Regions from separate parts of the Gossypium raimondii genome. Here region 1 is linked to region 2. A link is a contact called in public Hi-C data. All regions are on one chromosome and are shown on one strand. Each heading gives the region's core, a stretch centred on a gene start, on an enhancer-like site or on the middle of the called end of the contact. The rest is flanking DNA. Distances are from core to core; before and after follow the strand shown.

Evidence for each region. Hi-C and Micro-C count contacts between places; a contact is called where the count stands out from the background.
Region 1: a Hi-C map of leaf shows a contact between it and region 2, with 2.5 times the contacts expected there. The contact joins the promoter of LOC105767719 here to the enhancer-like site in region 2. A contact is called at or near these places in 2 of 2 Hi-C or Micro-C datasets (both in leaf).

What each region holds. Positions count from the first base shown.
Region 1 is chr4:17,640,908-17,646,159 of ASM2569854v1, reverse strand. LOC105767719 reads left to right here and starts at 2,294. Exons shown (of 3, transcript XM_012587289.2): 1 at 2,294-2,656; 2 at 3,281-3,614; 3 at 3,703-4,011. The coding sequence starts at 2,367. The coding sequence ends at 3,789.
Region 2 is chr4:17,403,360-17,408,575 of ASM2569854v1, reverse strand. No RefSeq gene overlaps it. Among protein-coding and RNA genes, the nearest start is that of LOC105767790, 17 kb to the left of the region's middle. Within about 2 kb of position 3,540, the one cell type or tissue checked has open chromatin away from gene starts, as enhancers often do. A contact at or near this core is called in leaf, where this site is marked.

The sequences.
Region 1 (5,252 bases), core at 1,045-3,544, 240 kb before region 2:
GAAAAATTTAGTGTTTCGATCCCCAAATTGCAATCAATCACATCTAGCTTTCTGCTTCCATAATAGTTCTTCATGATAAAGAACACATTCCAATTCCTCTTGTAATTGAGTTTCTAGAAGACTTAAGTGCACAAAATCAGTTCTTTTAAGAGCCTTTTGGACTTTAGACAATGTCTGCATCAACTTTCTCTTGTGGGTCCCAATAAAGCCATACAAAGAAAGATTCCAATTTTTAATATTATCAGTAAGATAGTTTAGGGATTCAACCATATTATCTTTGAAAGCCCATTTCTCATTGACAAAATCTGAGAATTTGGGATGTTCAACCCATCCAGCAAGGAATCTGAAAGGACGCCCTTTAGGTAGATTAACCTCCAACTCAAGAGCAAGAAGTAAATTTTTATTGTCCGACTTGATCCTTAAGAGGTGAGTGATAGAGCAATATGGAAATGTTCTCATCCAAGCATCATTACCAATTGCCCTATCAAGTCTTTCACAAAGCCCTCCCTAGCGACAAGTGAAAGGATGTCCCTTGAAACCCAAATCCTACAAAAAAAAAAAAGATTTCTCAATAAAATTGTCAAAAAGAGAACAATCTTTCCCAATTATACACCCTCCTTTCTTATTACAAGAAGAAAGAAGAACATTAAAGTCATCAATAACCATCCATGGGGTATTGTCGATCGAAATAACGAAAGGAAGACATTCCCAAAGCTTTCTCCTCTTCTACTTATCGGGGCTACCATAGACAAAAGCAATATGAATAGACAAAAAATAATTAGACCTAATAACATAGATACAAATAAATTGAGGATTATTGCAAATAATCTCAACCGAAATATGATTCTTTCAACCCACCCAAATACCTCTAGAAAAACCAATAACCTCAATCTTGTGAGAAAACTTAAAACCCAAGTTAGCAATAATCTTATCAGCTTTAAAACCACTTACCCTTGTTTCCAGAAAACTAACAATATCAGGTTTGTACTCTCTATTATATTCACGAAAGATACGGGGAAATTTTGGATTCGCGCATCCCTAACAATTCCAAGAGAAAACTGTTAAATTCAGAGAAAACTGTTAAACCCTAGTATTCTTTAGGGTATGTTGTTGCCCATTGGTATTCCACACGTAGTGGAGTATTATTTTTTTCATTAAAATATTATTATTTAATTACCCATTGTTCAAATAAAATTTTCATGTCATTTTCTTATAAATAGAAACTATAAGATGACCTAATTGCACAATTAAGTTGAGTGTTGTTATTTTATTAGAAAATAATGACAATCTATTTACAAGAATAAATTATATATTTTAAAAATTTCAAGTTTTTGATTCTCATAGAGAGAATTAACTTTCTCACTAGAACTTAATAAAATTTTTATTTTACTGATGATTCATTTTGTTTGAGTCCATACTCAAACCAATTCAGTGATCGAGGATGACCAAAAATTTGTTTAATAAAAAGTTGAGAAACGACTTAAATTACTCCACATAAACCACAAATAATAATTCGGGATAGAGATTATTACTATAAATACTATAAAACTCGATTTTGTTTGCTAAATATCTTGTTAAACGATTTAGGACCTATTTAGTAGTGCTTAAAAAAAATACTTTTAGTTCCAAAAGCACTTTTGGAAGAAAAACTATGCTAAACAAATGCTTTTGGCTGAAATTTTTGGCTTTTCAGCTAAAAGTTTTAGCTTTTACTCTGCCAAAAGCACTTTTGATGCTTAATTACTTTTTCACCCCTCCAATAACATAGTACTTTCCTTTTTTTTCTCGGTGCTTAATTACAAATATGTTAAAATCATTAATTAAAAATAAAAAAATATTTTTTAAAATACTAATTACAAATATTTAATGATTATATTTAAATATTTAAAATATATTTTATATATTCTAATTAAATTTGATAAATAATTAATATTTATTACTTAAAATATTTAAAATTTATATTTCATATATTAAAATATTAACAAATTATAATAATTTTTTATATTCTTACTAAATTATAATAATATTAACTAATTTAAATATTATTTAAATATATATTTATTATTTAATAATAACATGTTTGAAATAGATATTTTATTTTCCAAAAACATTTTTTCACAACTTTTTTTTAAAAACACTTTTTAAAAATATTCCCAAAATAGTTTTTAAACCGCCTCACAGAAATCAAAGTAATTTTATATTTTGGGAAATTTCGGTAGACGGAGAAACCACGTATTCGCTGAACATTAGTGGCAGTATATTAAGAAACCACGTGGCATATTTGAAAAGTCCCCAAACATGTCCCAATAATTAGGGAGTAAATTGCTAGAACTCTCCCCATCTGACCATCTGCGTTTCAATCATCCATGGCCACCAGGCTAGCGAGAAAGCTGCCATCATCGTTCTCTGCGTTTTCCTCGTCTCCGATTACCAAATTGACGTGGGGCATCTCACCTCCGTCGATGAGCCATGGCGGACCCGGACTCAGGTGTGCCTCCTCTTCCTCTTCCTCTTCCTCATCAACAACAACGACTGGATCAAATTCTTCATCTTCTAAGCGTGAGAAGAAGATAACAGACCGTCTATCAGCTGCCATAGACGCCGTCAACGACCGTAAACTCCCTCCCGAGCTCCGTGGCCAACGCAACAAAGTTAGGTATGTATGTATGTATGTATGTATGTATGTATGCGTCTATTTAGTAGATTTTTTTTTTCTAACAATATGAATTTAAAACTCAATTTTCAACTAAAAAAATTGTGAATTTCTCAAAATTCTAATTAAATACCGTCAAGTTTTCATATTTACCCTCGATTATTTTGAAATCTTCATGATTCTTTCATACTAAATGATAAAAGCGAAATTGAAAGAACTCTTTTTGGGATCAAGGGAAAGTATGAAATTTTGCAGTTTGGAGGTATGCTTTGGATTTGTTACAATTTGTTTTCTCCTTTTTCAATTCTTTGAAAGTTATTTTTTTATTGGTCACTAATTCATATTACCTGGCAAGGGGCTATGCAATTAAGCTTTGAAGGTTATCTTCCCTTTAGAAATGGAGTTGTGTGTGCTAGTCGTTACCTAACTTTAGCTTCATTAGTTGAGTGGTGTTGGCTTCCTATGTTTGAGACCTTAAAAACTGTTGAATTTGGTGTATGATATGCTTTTGAAGAGATGACGTTCTTGGTTCAATTATTCGAATTCAGTGTTAAAATCATAATAGTTTCAAAGGTTTTTTGGGTTCTTCAATGAGATGAAGTTGTGTCATGTAATGATTTCAAACAGATCGGAAACCGACATCATCAACGTAGTTGAGCAAAGAATATGGCATTCAATGGAAGAGGGTCAGTTCGAGAATTTAGCAGGGAAAGGCAAACCTCTTAACCTTAACACAACTCCTCATGCAGATCCAGCTGAAGACACCCTTTATAGGATACTCTCGAAGAACGGATGTGCTCCCGAGTGGGTAGAACTTAACAAAGAGATCAGGAACAAAGTATCCGAATGGCGAGTCGCTTTGAAGAAAGCATGGACAAGCAAATGCAATGGAAATGATGAAGAAAAATGGATTGAGCGTTGTGAATCGTTGAAGAAGCAATTACGTGACATTAACGATAAGGTAAAACGCAATTGTATTCTTTCCTATGTTTAGATTTAGCTATGTGTCTCACGAATCGAGCATATCCAAATGGTGTTTGGAGTTGCAGGTTTTCCGGTATAATTTGATCGTTCCGTTCGGCCGCCAAATGTTCGGATTGAAATGGGAAAAGGAAGTGGCCCGCCTTGAAGAATAACTAGTATGTTTTCTTCTTCAAGTTTTTGTTGATGTAGGCATTTTTAAATGTTGGTCGGTTTTTGAGGATCCCAAAATCTCAATTAATTACCGGATTGAATAAATTATGACTTGACATAAGTCGAGTTCAATGACCCATTTGAAATGAGTAGATGACATGGGAGTTGGGGTTTCACCGTCCGCTAGATGTATTTTTTATTAGAATATTATTCTTTTTATTTAACTAAGACCTTTTTTAAATATAATTTAGGTCAAACATAAATCCCATCAAGCGTGGATATTTTGTTAAAATTTATTAAACTTTTTAAAGTAAAATTTTAACTTCAAGAGATTTCTTTGTTTCTAGTTCATACAGTTATTGATTGTAAAAACAAAATAACTAAATAAAAACAAAACAAAACCCAAAATCAAATAACTAAATCCCAATATACCAAATTACAAAAAACCCTAGAGGCCCAAATGGCCCAAAACCTAACTCTTCAGCAAAAACTCTAGCCCTTGTTGTGTCGCACCTAGCCTTTGCCACTCTGACAGCCACTTGCCTCTGCCAACTGCTTTGCCGTCGCTGTTCTCACGTCAGCGCCGCACCAACTTCACTTGTTCTACCGCCCTCAAGTGGCCTGCCACGAAAATGACAACAATAATAGATTAAAGCTTTGTAAATGGCTATATAAGCCATGAAAAAATTATGTAATAGGGAGATTTTTTTTTTGGAATAAAAAAACAACAGATTCAAACATAAAACAACAAAAACGGAGCAAAGCAGAGAAGAAAGAAAACAAAGTTGAAAACGTGCAAAGGTTTTTTTTTCTTCGAAACTGTTTGTATTAAAATTTTTATTTTCTTTTCGTTTTTTTTTAAAAAAGGACAGTATATATATATATATATATATATATATATATATATAAAGGAACAAAAAAAGAAAAAATTAAAATTTTCATACCTTTTCAATCGATAGTCTTCAGATCTGGACTCGGGAAGTCGAAAGGCCGAAAAAGGAAAATTTTTACATTTTTCGGCCACTGCGGACGCCAGCGTCGTCTCCGATGACCGGCGACCACCACGGCAGTCCCATGGCCGGATTTTGGGCAGTGCCCAGAGAGAGAAAATAGAGAAAAAGAACCTTTTTTTTAAAAAAAAATGAAGGTTGAAATAAAATTTTTGAAAAAAAATTGATTTAAATAGACCTCCAAAACGACGTAGTTTTGGGCAGGCCTCTTAGACGCCAAAATGACGTTTTGAGGGAGCCGACCCGAATTTGACCCGCCCCTTCAAGAGGATCCGCGCATTTTTTAGAAAAGGGTTATTTCTCGCATGGTCCTTCCGCTTTTACAAAGCTTTTCTATTTGGTCCTTTTTCTTTATTTTATTTTATTTTAATTGAGCCACATGATTTTATTTTTCATTTTAGTCCCTTGCAAGATGTTGCGTTTTGGTGGGAGGGATATTTACTATTTTGGTCCTT
Region 2 (5,216 bases), core at 2,291-4,790:
AATAACCAAAATTTCAAAAAAATATAAAACCTTTGAAATCTAAATATACAAAGAAAATTTGAAGTTCGAAAACCACAACCTTTTAATTAATATCTCAAACCCAAAAGAAAAGCTTTCTACTTTCATATTAAAATAAAATTTTGACACTACAAATCAATTTTTTAATTTTTAGTGAAGATTTGATTTTACCTAATTTTAACTTCTATTCCAAAATTTTAACGATTTTGATTTTATTTTATTTGTTAATCGATTTTATCTATTGAAAAGATAGAAAAGAAATGTGGCGGACAAGAAAAGGAAAAAAGAAGTTAAAAGTATGCTCTAAATTGATACTTTTTGCATATTTGGAATATTGAAAAATTAATTTCGTTATTTTTCAAATTTAGACATATAAGTTCAATTGTTAATATTATTAATTATTTTTATTATAAATTTTAGTTTATTACAACATCAATTTTTTTATATGGCTATTAACTAAGTTTTTTAATTCAAAACATTAAACCAGTGAATTTAAACAAAATAATTGGGATTAACAATTCAACTTGAATTTAGAAATCTTAAAATGGAGGACTAAATTCTAAAATAAAAGTAAGTTGACTAAATTTTAAATGTGTGAAAAGTATAGATGGAGTATGTTTTACCTAAATAATAAAATATAAATAGTATTACCAAATAATAAATCAAAGCTAAAATTAGTGATAAATCAAGGACTTAATTCACGATTTGGCCTCCAAAGTATACTCGTTTTTCACTTTGGTATCTAAACCCTTTTTTTTCTAATTTTGTACCTAAACTATCCTCCTATTATGATTTTTAATCCAAAAGTTAGATGAGTTAAAAAAAATCATCCGATTAGAGAATGCCACATAGTAGTCTTCATATTTTCATAAAAAATATTACTTCAATTATTTTTACTTAAATATATATTTATTAAAATTAAATTTAATAATAATAAATTATTTTTCAATTCATTTGTTTCACATTTTCTTTTCCTTTCTTTCTCTCCCATTCATCTTCTTCCCCATTTCATATTCTTATTTACTCCATCTTTCTGATACGAGCTTAGAATTTCCAAAAATAAGTATAGAAAAGGAAGAAGAAAACCAGAGAGAAAAGAGAGAATTCAGGAGGATGAGAATACTATTTTCATTCATAACTTCCAACCCTTTCCTCAACAGCTTAAAAGGGTAGAATAATGGCTTCCAATTAGTTTGACAGCTTGTAGTGACAACTGTGTACATAATACGCTCCATTTTAATTAAGAAACATAGATGAAAAACACACCATTTTAACTCACTAAAACAACACAGTTCCACTAAACTAAACCTATAAAAAGCGCACCATTTGACGAAACAATAATAAAAGTAAAAAACATAACATAATTTCAATTTCATGACCATTGAAGCTTTCCTATCGTATCAATTTCTCCCATACGTAAGGGATCTTTGTCCTCAAGGATCAAACTAGGGATAGAGCTACTGGAATTTGTAAAAGTGTTCCCAAGTAGCATCCTAGGGAAACGTGTTTTCCCATTCAACCAGTATTTCCGTAACAACATTACTTCCTCGCTTCACCATTCTTCAATTTAATATTTGGACTGGTATCTTCTGAAGAGTGCGATCTGACCCAACTAAAGGCAAATATTGCTGTGTGAGGACAAGAACAACATGTTCCTTGAGTTGAGAAACATGAAATGTATGATGAATCCGAGAGCCTTCAGGTAGTGCCAATTTGTAAGCAACTTGCCCCACTTGTGTTGCTACTGGAAAGGGTCCAAAATATTAAGGGAAAAGCTTCTAGTTATAGTGCTTCCTCAATGAGTGCTGATGATAGAGTTGTAATTTTAAGTAATCATAATCCCCAATTTGAAACACCCTTTCACTCCTCCTGCGGTCTGCTAATTGTTTCATATGGTCTTGTGCCCTTCTGAGGTGAAAATTTAAAAGTTTCCTAGCTATTTCCCTTTGTTGAAGGCTATGGCTTACTGCTGCTACTAAAAAATTTCCAACTAAGTACAGTAGATGGTGATGGGGTTCCTGCCCGTACAAGGCCTCGTAGGGAGTTTTTTGAATGGCTGAATGGTAGGTGGTGCTGTACCACCATTCAATAAGAGGTAACCAAAAGGACCACTATTTAGGCCTTTCTCCAGCCATACAATGCAAATAAGCCTCTAAGAAATGGTTAAGCACTTCAGTTTGGTCATCCATTTAAGGATGGTAGGCTCTGGACATGTGGATATCAGTGCCAAGGCGTTTGAAAAGTTCTTTCAAAAACTTGCTAAGAAAGACCGAGTCCCTATTTGATACAATGGTGCAGGGAGGACCATGCAGTTTATAAGTATGATCTAAATAAGCTTAGGCCACTATAAGTGCTGAAAATGGGTGAGTAAGAGCCACAAAATGGCCATACTTGGTCAATCAGTTGACCCCAACTAGAACATTGTCTTTCCTTTTCTAGCTTGGGAGGCCCTCGATAAAATTTAAATTTACTGCAGACCATACTTGATCAAGTATAGGTAAGGGTTCAAGTAGGCTAGTAGAAGCAGCCTGGTCAGATTTGCAAGCTTAGGAAATGGGGCACTTCTTCACCCATTCCTTGATGTCATTGGAAAGGCCTTTCAAATAGGGTAAACTGGCCATTCGATATTTGGTAGCATGGACTCCAAAATGCCCTCCAGCTACCCCCTATGGAAATGGTTGAAGAGGTAATTCCTAAGAGTGTCATAATTGCCCGTTTCAACTTTTCCTTTCCTCCTCAAAACCTGTCCATTCCACAAGTACTTAGGGTAAAGGTGTGATTGTTGTTGAACCTCTAAGCAAAGTTGATGTAGTTTAGGATCTGCTAGTGAGGAAGCTAAAATCCTAAACCATATTTTAGACCAAATGATACTACTAGTGCATTGCAGGAGTTGTCCCTCTTCTATTTGTGGTCTTCGAGATAAAGCATCTGCTACTACGCTTTGAGTTCCCCTCCTGTATGTCACCAAGTAATCACGGCCAAGCATTTTAGCAACCCATTATTTTTGGTAAGGAGTAATGGTATGTCCATTAGTTAGAAATTTCAAACTTTGATGATTTTCCCGTATGTGAAACCTTTTTCCCACAAGATAGGGGAGCCACCTTTTTACTGGTAGCAGAACAACCAACATCTCTTTGTTATATATGGACAAGGTTTGATGCTTGATCTCTAAGGCTTTGTTGAAATAAGCTAGAGATCGTCCCTTCTATTGCAAGGCTTCCTTAATACCTTGACTATTGGCATCCGTGTGAATGCAGAGTTTGGTGTTGAGATTGGGTAGGGCTAGAATTGGTGTCAGACACATTGCTGACTTGAGCTGTCGGAAGGCTGCCTAAACTTCAGAAGACCAATGCCGCTTGACATATTTTTTTTAACAAATTGGTTAAGGGATGAGCTAAGGTGCCATAATCTTTTATAAATTGTCTATAATATCCAAGAAGTCAAAGAAACCATTGAAGCTCCGTAAGGCAAGTAGGGGTAGGCCAAGTAAGTACCGCTTCCACCTTAGTGGCATCTATGCCCATTGATCTTTGGAAATGATGTAGCCCATATATTCAATTTCAGTTGGGCCAAAAGTGCATTTGGACCATTTAGCATATAATTTATGTTGTTATATGATTTGTGGGGCTGTTCAAAGATGCTCCAAATGTGATGGCCAATTGTCCAAGTACACAAGGATGTCATAAAAAACTACTAAGACAAACTTCCTCAAGAAGGGCTTGAAAATAGAATTCATCAACGATTGAAAGTTGGAAGGGGCATTGGTTTGTCTTAGTAGGTTTATGAATGTATTTATCCCACGAGCAAATATGGTAGTACCCGGATCGTAAATCAAGCTTGGAAAAATAGGAAGCAGTCCCTAGTTCATTAAGTAGTTCTTTTATAACCGGAATAAGGAAGGTATCCTTGATGGTATATTGATTTAGCTGCCTATATTTCACACAAAGGCGTCAACTACCATCCTTCTTTTTCATCATAATAATGGATGATGAATAAGGGCTACAATTGTCTCGAACGACCCCAGCTTCAAGCATTTCCTTTATGAGCCTCTCCATTTCACACTTTTGCACAGTAGGATACCTATATGGCCTAACCTTCACTACCACATTTTTATCCTTGATGGGAATACAATGTTCTTGCAATCGGTGAGGTGGATATTCCTTTAGAGAATGGAGAACATCTTTAAATTCACCCAATACCAATTGCAGATCCTCACTGTCAACCAAGCCTGACATGTGTAAAAGGGTGCACATACTCGATGTGATGAGAAATGGATAAGGACTCTTGACTATTCAGATGCACCAACTTAGTGCTTTAAGTAGCTGTTATAATATGAATGGCTCCTAGAAGTATTCCTTTCAGAGTACATCATTAATCATTGTATTCAAACTGTATAGTAAGAGAACTGAAATTGCAGATGATGGACCCCAAAGTGGTTAACCATTCAATACCAAGAACCAAGTCGCATCCCTTGAAAGCTAAGACTAGGAAATTTGTTACAAACTACTGAACTTGTGCCTACCACTATACAAACCTACACACACCCTAAGTAGACATGATTCCCCCATCAACAATAGTGACTTGCAGCCTAGTAGAGAGTTCCACAAGGAGGTTCATTTGTTGAGCTAACTTGGCATCAACAAAATTGTGGGTGCTTCCAGAGTCCACTAGTATTATGACATTGGAATTCCCTATTTGTACTGCCATCCTCACGATTTTTGACCCTTGAGACCCCTGTAGGGCATGGAAAGACATAGTCAATGGTGTACAAGTCTCCTCCTTTTGGCCATTAGGTTCAAGTTGATCCAGATAGTCTTGATACTCACCAGATTAGGGATTCTTAGCTTTACTTTCTACATCAGACTGAGGCTCTACAATCAATTGATACAATTGGGGCTTAGTACACTTATGGCCAGGAGTGTACTTAGCTACAAACCAAAAGCACAACCTATTCTTTCTCCTATCTTCCATCTCACATTGAGAAAGAAACTTAACAAGTCCCTTGTGACCACCATTTGTAGATGTAGGTCCACTCTGTCCTACAGTAGATCCAATCGATGGCAACATTCTAGGTGTTGAAAACAATGTTAGAGTCTTGCTAGTACCTGATTGAGGATACTCCTTTGATTGATGGTTATGTACATAATATTCTCCACATGTTGAGCAACAAGAAAGCCTTCTACTAATGACTTGGGCTT